2 separate regions of the Mus musculus genome follow, and region 1 is linked to region 2. Evidence: chromatin contacts called from public promoter capture Hi-C data. All regions are on one chromosome and are shown on one strand. The core of a region is the stretch at or near the end of the contact, and the rest is flanking DNA. Distances in the headings are between cores, read along the strand shown.

The links. Promoter capture Hi-C pulls out the DNA fragments that hold promoters and counts their contacts.
Region 1: a promoter capture Hi-C map of hippocampal neurons shows a contact between it and region 2, with 5 times the contacts expected there. The contact joins the promoter of Pmm1 here to the promoter of Tomm22 in region 2. A contact is called at or near these places in 1 of 39 promoter capture datasets (hippocampal neurons) and 1 of 115 datasets of contacts at active chromatin or transcription factors (embryonic forebrain).

The regions. Positions count from the first base shown.
Region 1 is chr15:81,959,639-81,963,413 of GRCm38.p6, forward strand. Pmm1 (phosphomannomutase 1) reads right to left here and starts at 1,292. Exons shown (of 8, transcript NM_013872.4): 1 at 1,077-1,292. The coding sequence starts at 1,163.
Region 2 is chr15:79,668,870-79,672,431 of GRCm38.p6, forward strand. It overlaps Tomm22 (translocase of outer mitochondrial membrane 22), which reads left to right and starts at 1,999. Exons shown (of 4, transcript NM_172609.3): 1 at 1,999-2,139; 2 at 2,304-2,422; 3 at 3,028-3,145; 4 at 3,348-3,562. The coding sequence starts at 2,023. The coding sequence ends at 3,422.

The DNA of each region.
Region 1 (3,775 bases), core at 42-2,541, 2.3 Mb after region 2:
TTTCTAGTAAGCATTAAGTCTGTCTAGTAGTAGACAAATTGACAGGCGGTTCTTGTTCAGGCCTTGCCAAGTCAGTGCAGCACAAGGATCAGGCATGCCTAGGCTAGACCACCTCCTTTCCAATCCTGCATCTTCCTGATCCACCTCTGCTGGATGGAAAGAAAGATGCCCGATTCCTTCTGGAGAGTGGAAGGCCTACCAGGAAGCTAAGACTTAGGTTCACACGGGCTTCTGCCCAGTAGCTCGGCCCCCCACCCCCATTTCTGCTCTGATCATCCCGGTGATCCCAAAGGTAGAAGGATGGGTGAGAACGACCCAGGATGACTCGAAGGGAGAAAAACTAGGTATGGCTAAAGACTGGAGGGTGAACTATAAAGTGCAGACAGGAGAATGCACTCCCATTTTTTACAGTGCTTCTATTGTAAACAGACTAGCCCTGGGGCCTTTCACCTTCACATGGGTGGAACCAAAAGGATACCAATAACAAAAACCAAAACTCATCAGAAAAGCAGCTCTCTTTCCCTCCAACTCCAGGTGGAAGGTAAACAAACATCCTAAGAGGCTTAAGGAGCTAAACCCAGTTTTAGGCCTATGGACGCCAGAGTGCAAAGACTCAGAGATCTTCCTTGCCCTCAGTAGAGGGCGACCGTGGGCTTAGAAGCGCACGGAGCTCTGCCTGGAACGCCGCGTTCTCACGCTAGCTTGAGGACGGACTAGTTGTGCATCCTAGGGCTAAAATGGGGTAAGACCACCCCAGAGCCCAGCCTGGGCCTGTGCAAGCCTGGAACTGGGGATACCCGCCCTATCGCCCATAGACGCTCCTCCCGGAGGCTGGATACAGCATCTGCGCTCCCGGCAGGAACGTGGATGCCAACCCGCGCGGGGAGCGCTGAGGCCTGGAAGGCCGAGAGGGCCTGGGTCCCATCTCCTCGGTGACAGGAGCCGGTACCACTGCACTCCACGTTTCCGACAGGGTCGCGCAGGTGTCTGCGTTGACATGGCAGTGACGGCTTCACGCTGGGTCACGGATGCCGGCGTGACTCTGGGCGGGAGCTTTGGAACCTCGAGGCCCTTACCTGGCGAGCTGGCGTGAGGGTCCCGTCCACGTCAAACAGGCAGAGGATGCGCTCTTTCCTGCGGGCGCCCTCGACGGCGACTGCCATGGCTGTAGCTCCGCGCGCCAAGCGCTGTCGCTGCAGCCACCGCCAGGGTCGCGTGCGACAGAGGCCGGGCGGGGCCGGGGCGGGGCCAGCTGCGCAGCACGGGGAGGAGCAGTGGCCATCGGCCCTCCCGCGAGGGGGCGGGGCCTGCGGCGCCGAAAGAAGAGTACAGGCACCTAGGATTGAGGGGCGTGGCAGTAGGCGGGGTCAGAGTCCTCGTACCCGACGGAGATAGGAACCGGCGGGAAAAGGGGTTGAACCGGAAGACAGTGTCGGGCCAGCGGGTTGAGGTTGATCTCAGGGCGCTCCCTACGGTGGGGGGGGGGGGGGGTTGGGGGGCAAGGGCGGGACTCAGAGCCTTCTGCTTGTGATTCCCAAGGTTAGTAGGACGAAGGTATTGCCTTGTCATCTTGAGCTTGAAGTCTCAGGGAGAACCCGGCGTGCTGGCTCACCTGTGATCCAGCCCTTCTGAGGCAGAGGCCCTTATCTACAAAACAAGTTCCGGGCCAGCCAGGGCTACATACTCTGTTTTGTTTTGTTTTTTCAAAACAAGAGTTTCCCTTTGTAGCCTTGACAGCCTTGGATAAGACCCTATTTTTTAAAACAAAACAAACAACAAAAAAAGGGAGGGGGAGAGAGAGAAGGAAGAAAAGAGAAAAATATCCCATGATGGCTTTTACCTACTGTGAGAAATGTTTGTTGCTTTTTTTTTTTTTCCAATCAAAAGTAACCTACTAAGGGCCAATATGCCATAAATCTCTAACTTGTAAGCTTTTATGCGAGTCTTTTTTGTTGTGTTATTTTGTCGTGTGTGCCTGGGGTGATGTGCACTAAGTACATGCAGGAGCCCACCTAAGTCAGGATGGAAGTGAGTGTCAGATCCTCTGGACCTGGAATTACCCACAGTTGTGAGCTTCCTTGTAGGTGCTGGGTGTCAAATCCCTGATCCTCTGCAGGAGGCCAGAAGAAAGCTTCAGATTCCTAGTTCTGGAGGTACAAGCAGTTGTAAGCTGCCCAGTATGGGTGCTGAGAATTGAACTCAGGTCCTCAGTAAGAGTAATAAGTGGAGCACGCCTTTAATATCAGCACTCAGGAGGCAGAGGCAGGCGGATTTCTGATTTCGAGGCCAGCCTGGTCTACAAAGTGAGTTCCAGGACAGCCAGGACTACACAGAGAAACCCTGTCTCTAAAAAACCAAAACCAAAAAAAAAAAAAAAAAGACATCATGCCAGGAACAGATCTAGGGCAAGGTTTATTGGGGAAATGGAGTGGGAACATGAGAGGGAGAGAGAAATAAAGACAGACAGACAGACAGAATAAGCAAGTGAGAGAGAATCATGGTGTTCAGAGATGTTCAGAAGTACCTTTTTTAAAAAAGGTTTATTTACTTATATGAGTACACTGTAGCTGTCTTCAGACATACCAGAAATGGTCATCAGATGGTTGTGAGCCACCATGTGGTTGCTGGGATTTGAACTCAGGACCTTCGGAAGAGCAGCAGTGCTCTTAACCGCTGAGCCATCTCTCCAGCCCCTTTCTATATCTTTTTGTCATTTTTAAAAAGATTTATTTATTGATTATATGTAAGTACACTGTAGCTGCCCCCTTTCTGTCATTCTTTCTTTTTTTTTTTTTTTTTTTTTTTTGAGACAGAGACAGAGTTTCTCTGTATAGCCCTGGCTGTCCTAGAACTCACTTTTTAGACCAGGCTGGCCTTGAACTCAAAAATCTGCCTGCCTCTGCCTCCCAAGTGCTGGGATTACAGGCATGTGCCACCACTGTCTGGCATTGACTTTTTAAATTTTTTTTGTTTGTTTGTTTTTGTTTTTTTGAAACAGGGTTTCTCTGTATAGTCCTGGCTGTCCTGGAACTCACTTTGTAGACCAGGCTGGCCTTGAAATCAGAAATCCGCCTGCCTCTGCCTCCTGAGTGCTGAGATCAAAGGCGTGCACCACCACACCCAGGTTCTTTCTGTCATTCTTAATTACATTTTTACTTATTTATGTGTTTCTGTGTGGGCATGTGCATGAAACACCTCATGTGTGTGTGTGTATGTGGGGGGGGTTAGAGGGCAATTTTAAAGAGCCGCTTTTCTCTCTCCACCATGCAGAGACTTGAACTCAGGTTAATAGATTTGCCACTGGCACCCTTTTCCATCTCAGTGGACAATGCACATTAAGTGTTTTTGACCTGGTCTTGAGCATAAGGGGTAAGAAAAAGAGAAGAGGGGCTGGAGAGATTGCTCAGTGGTTAAGAGAGCACTGGATGCTCTTCCAGAGGACCCAGGTTCAAATCCCAGAACCCACATGGCAGCACACAGCTCTCTGTAACCCCAGTTCTAGGGGATTGGATAATCTTGTCTGCTTCACAGTATCTTCCAAGCATGGGGTGGGAGTACAGAGCCTCATACAGCCACACAGCAACACACATACACACACACAGAAAACAAGAGAAAAGAAAAGAAAAGAAAAGAAAAGAAAAGAAAAGAAAAGAAAAGAAAAGAAAAGAAAAGAAAAAAGGAAGCCAGGCAGTGGTGGTACATGCCTTCACACCTTTAATGCCAGCACTTGAGAGGCAGAGGCAGACAGATCTCTTGAGTTTGAGTTCGAAGCCTG
Region 2 (3,562 bases), core at 749-3,248:
TATGGAATAATGGGGCTTGCTTGTGTCCGGATCACTGACTGTTTTTTGGCAACCATTTATTGAGCACTGCTGATGCTGGGTATCTTTTTTGGTTTTTTTTTTGGTTTTTTTGTTTTTTTTTCTTTAAGACAGGGTTTCTCTTGTGTAGCCTTTGCTGTCCTGGACGAAACTAACTCTGCTGACCCAGGCTGGCCTAGAACTTTGAGATGTGCCTGCCTCTGCCTCCTGAGGGCTGGGAATAAAAGTGTGCAACTGTGTTTAATTCTCATGACAACTTTAGTACTGTTTTTCAGTTGAAGAAACCGGTCCAGTGAGGTGAGGGCTAGAAGGGAAGGAGCTATAGCTGGAGCCTCAGGGTGCACTTGTATGTCCAAATGATGTGACTTCCCCTGCCAACACTGGCACTTTAAGCAGGGTGCTGGAGTCAGAAGGTCGTAGAGCGGCTGTACTGTGAAGGACTTATGAGCTGAACGCTGCCATAGCCCTGGTCTGTCCTCTGCTCCGGGCTCAGGATTTTCTGGATCGTCTTGTCCACCCCCCAGTGGTCTGAGGGTGACATTGTACCGCTCCACTGTTTGCTCTCTTGGCAATTTTGCAATAGTTGAAAACCCTTTTACTGTTAAGCAGACTCTCTTAAACTTACGTATAAGCCGAGCACGATGTTGCATGAGTTTAATCCCAGCACTTTGGAGGGAGAGGCAGGTGAATTTCTGTGCGTTGAATGTTTTCATAGAGAGTTCCAGGACAGCCAAGCCTGGAACTTAAAAAAAAAAAAAGTAATAATAATAGATCATGTTTGTGGCTCAGTTGGTAGAATAAAGGCCTGGTTTTGATTCCTGTGTGGTGACACACCTGTGGCCTTAGTTCGAGGTGGAGGCAGGAGGATCAGAAACTCAAGGTCATCCACAAAATGAGTTCAAGGCTAGCCTGGGCTACATGAAACCGTGCTTTTAATGTGTGTGTGGGCCCAGGGGTGGGGGGGAATGAAATGAATAAGTGGTTTAAAGATGCTTGCTGCTGCAGGGTGTGGTGGCCCACGCCTTTAATCCTAGCACTCGGGAGGCAGCGGCAGGCAGATTTCTGAGTTTGAGGCCAGTCTGGTCTACAAAGGACAGCCAGGGCTACACAGAGAAACCCTGTCTTGAAAAAAAAACCCAAAAAAATGCTTGCTGCTGAGTGTGAATTTGATCCCCAGGCCCCACGTGGTGGAAGAAAAGTGTTGTGAATATTCACCAGAGAAGACCGAGTAGACATGGGCTTTAAGCCATAGAAAATCTTTATTAGCCAGTGTTTAGGATCTCAGTATAGCCTAGCAAGCCTTTCTCAGAGTGAGCTTTTAAGCACACACTCGCACATACACACACACAACAAAAAACACGGAGTCAGTTGTGCTAAGGTCTGGGGCCCTGTTACAGAGAGGATCAACTGCAAGTGTCCTCTGACCTCCATAAGTACACATATTGCTCACTTGTGGTGGTGCACGCCTTTAATCCCCGTACTCGGGAGGCAGTAGCAAGTGGATCTCTGAGTCTACAGAGAGTTCCAGGACAGCCCAGGGCTATACAGAGAAACCTGGTCTCAAAAATTAAGCCGGGCGTGGTGGCGCAGGCCTTTAATCCCAGCACTCGGGAGGCAGAGGCAGTCGGATTTCTGAGTTCAAGGCCAGCCTGGTCTACAGAGTGAGTTCCAGGACAGCCAGGGCTACACAGAGAAACCCTGTCTCGAAAAACCAAAAAAAAAAAAAAAAAAAAATTAAATAAACAAAAACCAGATCTCTCTAAAATATGCAGTTTCGGAGCCAAGCCCAGACCCAACGGCACAGAATAGCTGAGAAGCACCCGCATCTCTCCCTGAACATACTCTTACAGTCAGTTGAAATTAAGAGGCTGGCGACACCAAGGGGGCGAGCTGGAGGAGACGCCAACGCTTTCTCTCTAGCCAGCCCGGCTCGCTTCCGGAAGACGCTCTGTCCAGGGGTGGGCCGCTTCGCCTGCTCTCTTCCGCTTCCGGTGTCCTACAGCCATGGCCGCCGCCGTCGCTGCAGCCGGCGCTGGGGAGCCTCTGTCCCCCGAGGAATTACTCCCGAAAGCCGAGGCAGAGAAAGCCGAGGAGGAGCTGGAAGAAGACGACGACGACGAGGTGCTAGGGCTGGCGGGGAGCGGGGCGAGGGCGGGCGGTTGGGGCGTGGACGCCGCGAGCCGAGAGGGCGGCTTCTCCGCGCGGCACGGAAGGGCCAGGCCCGGGGCTCGGCGGTTGCGGTGCTGCTGCCGCTTCACCGACGACCCACGCCTCCTCCACCACAGCTAGACGAGACCCTGTCGGAGAGACTCTGGGGTCTGACGGAGATGTTTCCCGAGAGGGTCCGGTCAGCCGCCGGAGCCACCTTTGACCTCTCGCTCTTCGTGGCTCAGAAGATGTACAGGTAAAAGGGCCGACGGAGAGCCACCGGGAGCGGGCATGGACGGGTGACGGGTGCTGTCAAAGGACAGCGGGCCTCGGGAGTCGCAGAGCAGAGTTTGAGTGACCTTGGATTCATTGTCATACCCCGAGTGTGGTTGGTCTTCTGCAGAAGGGAGTTCTTTTTTTTTTTTTAAAGATTTATTTATTTATTTATTATATGTAAGTACATTGTAGCTGTCTTCAGACACTCCAGAAGAGGGGGTCAGATCTTGTTACGGATGGTTGTGAGCCACCATGTGGTTGCTGGGATTTGAACTCTGCACCTTCGGAAGAGCAGTCGGGTGCTCTAACCCACTGAGCCATCTCACCAGCCCCAGAAGGGAGTTCTTAACCTGGCGGGGTCGTTATGAGACTAAGGTTACGTATATACGAGGCTTATAAGAATGCACTGTATCGCTAGGTAATTACTGCTCCTCTTGCCTCTGCCAGGACTCTGGGGGCAAGGAATTGGTAGGGTACGCTTTTAGAAGATCGAGGGCGGTACTGCACGTCCTGTTCCAGGTTCGGTCCTAGCCGGAGTGCCGGCTTTCCTTTTCATGACGCCTCATCCACTCTTTCCCTCTGCAGATTTTCCAGGGCAGCTTTGTGGATTGGGACCACTTCCTTCATGATCCTGGTTCTTCCCGTTGTCTTTGAGACAGAAAAGTTGCAGATGGAGCAACAGCAGCAACTGCAGCAACGGCAGGTGAGCACATGTTCTTCTTGGCGGTGGGCCAACCGCAGAGCCCCAGGAGATTGGCACTTAACCCCAAGTGGGAGCAGGTCCCTGTACTTTCAGGTACTTGGCAGTGTAGAATTTGCCTGCCCCTCATGTGTGACAGAAGGGACCGACGACTGGAACTATGCAGTATCTTAACAGTCTTTTTTTTTTTTTTTTTCTTTTCCAGATACTTTTAGGGCCTAACACAGGGCTGTCAGGAGGAATGCCAGGGGCTCTACCTCCACTTCCTGGAAAGATGTAGATTCTTCCTTCGGTATTTGTCCTTGTGGGAGAACTTTGAAATTCATTTGTGTTTGAACTGCTGATTGTTGGAACTTTTTATTCTTTTTTTTAACCTTGGCACATGGATCTATTTGAACATAGTGGGAACTTTCTCTGTTT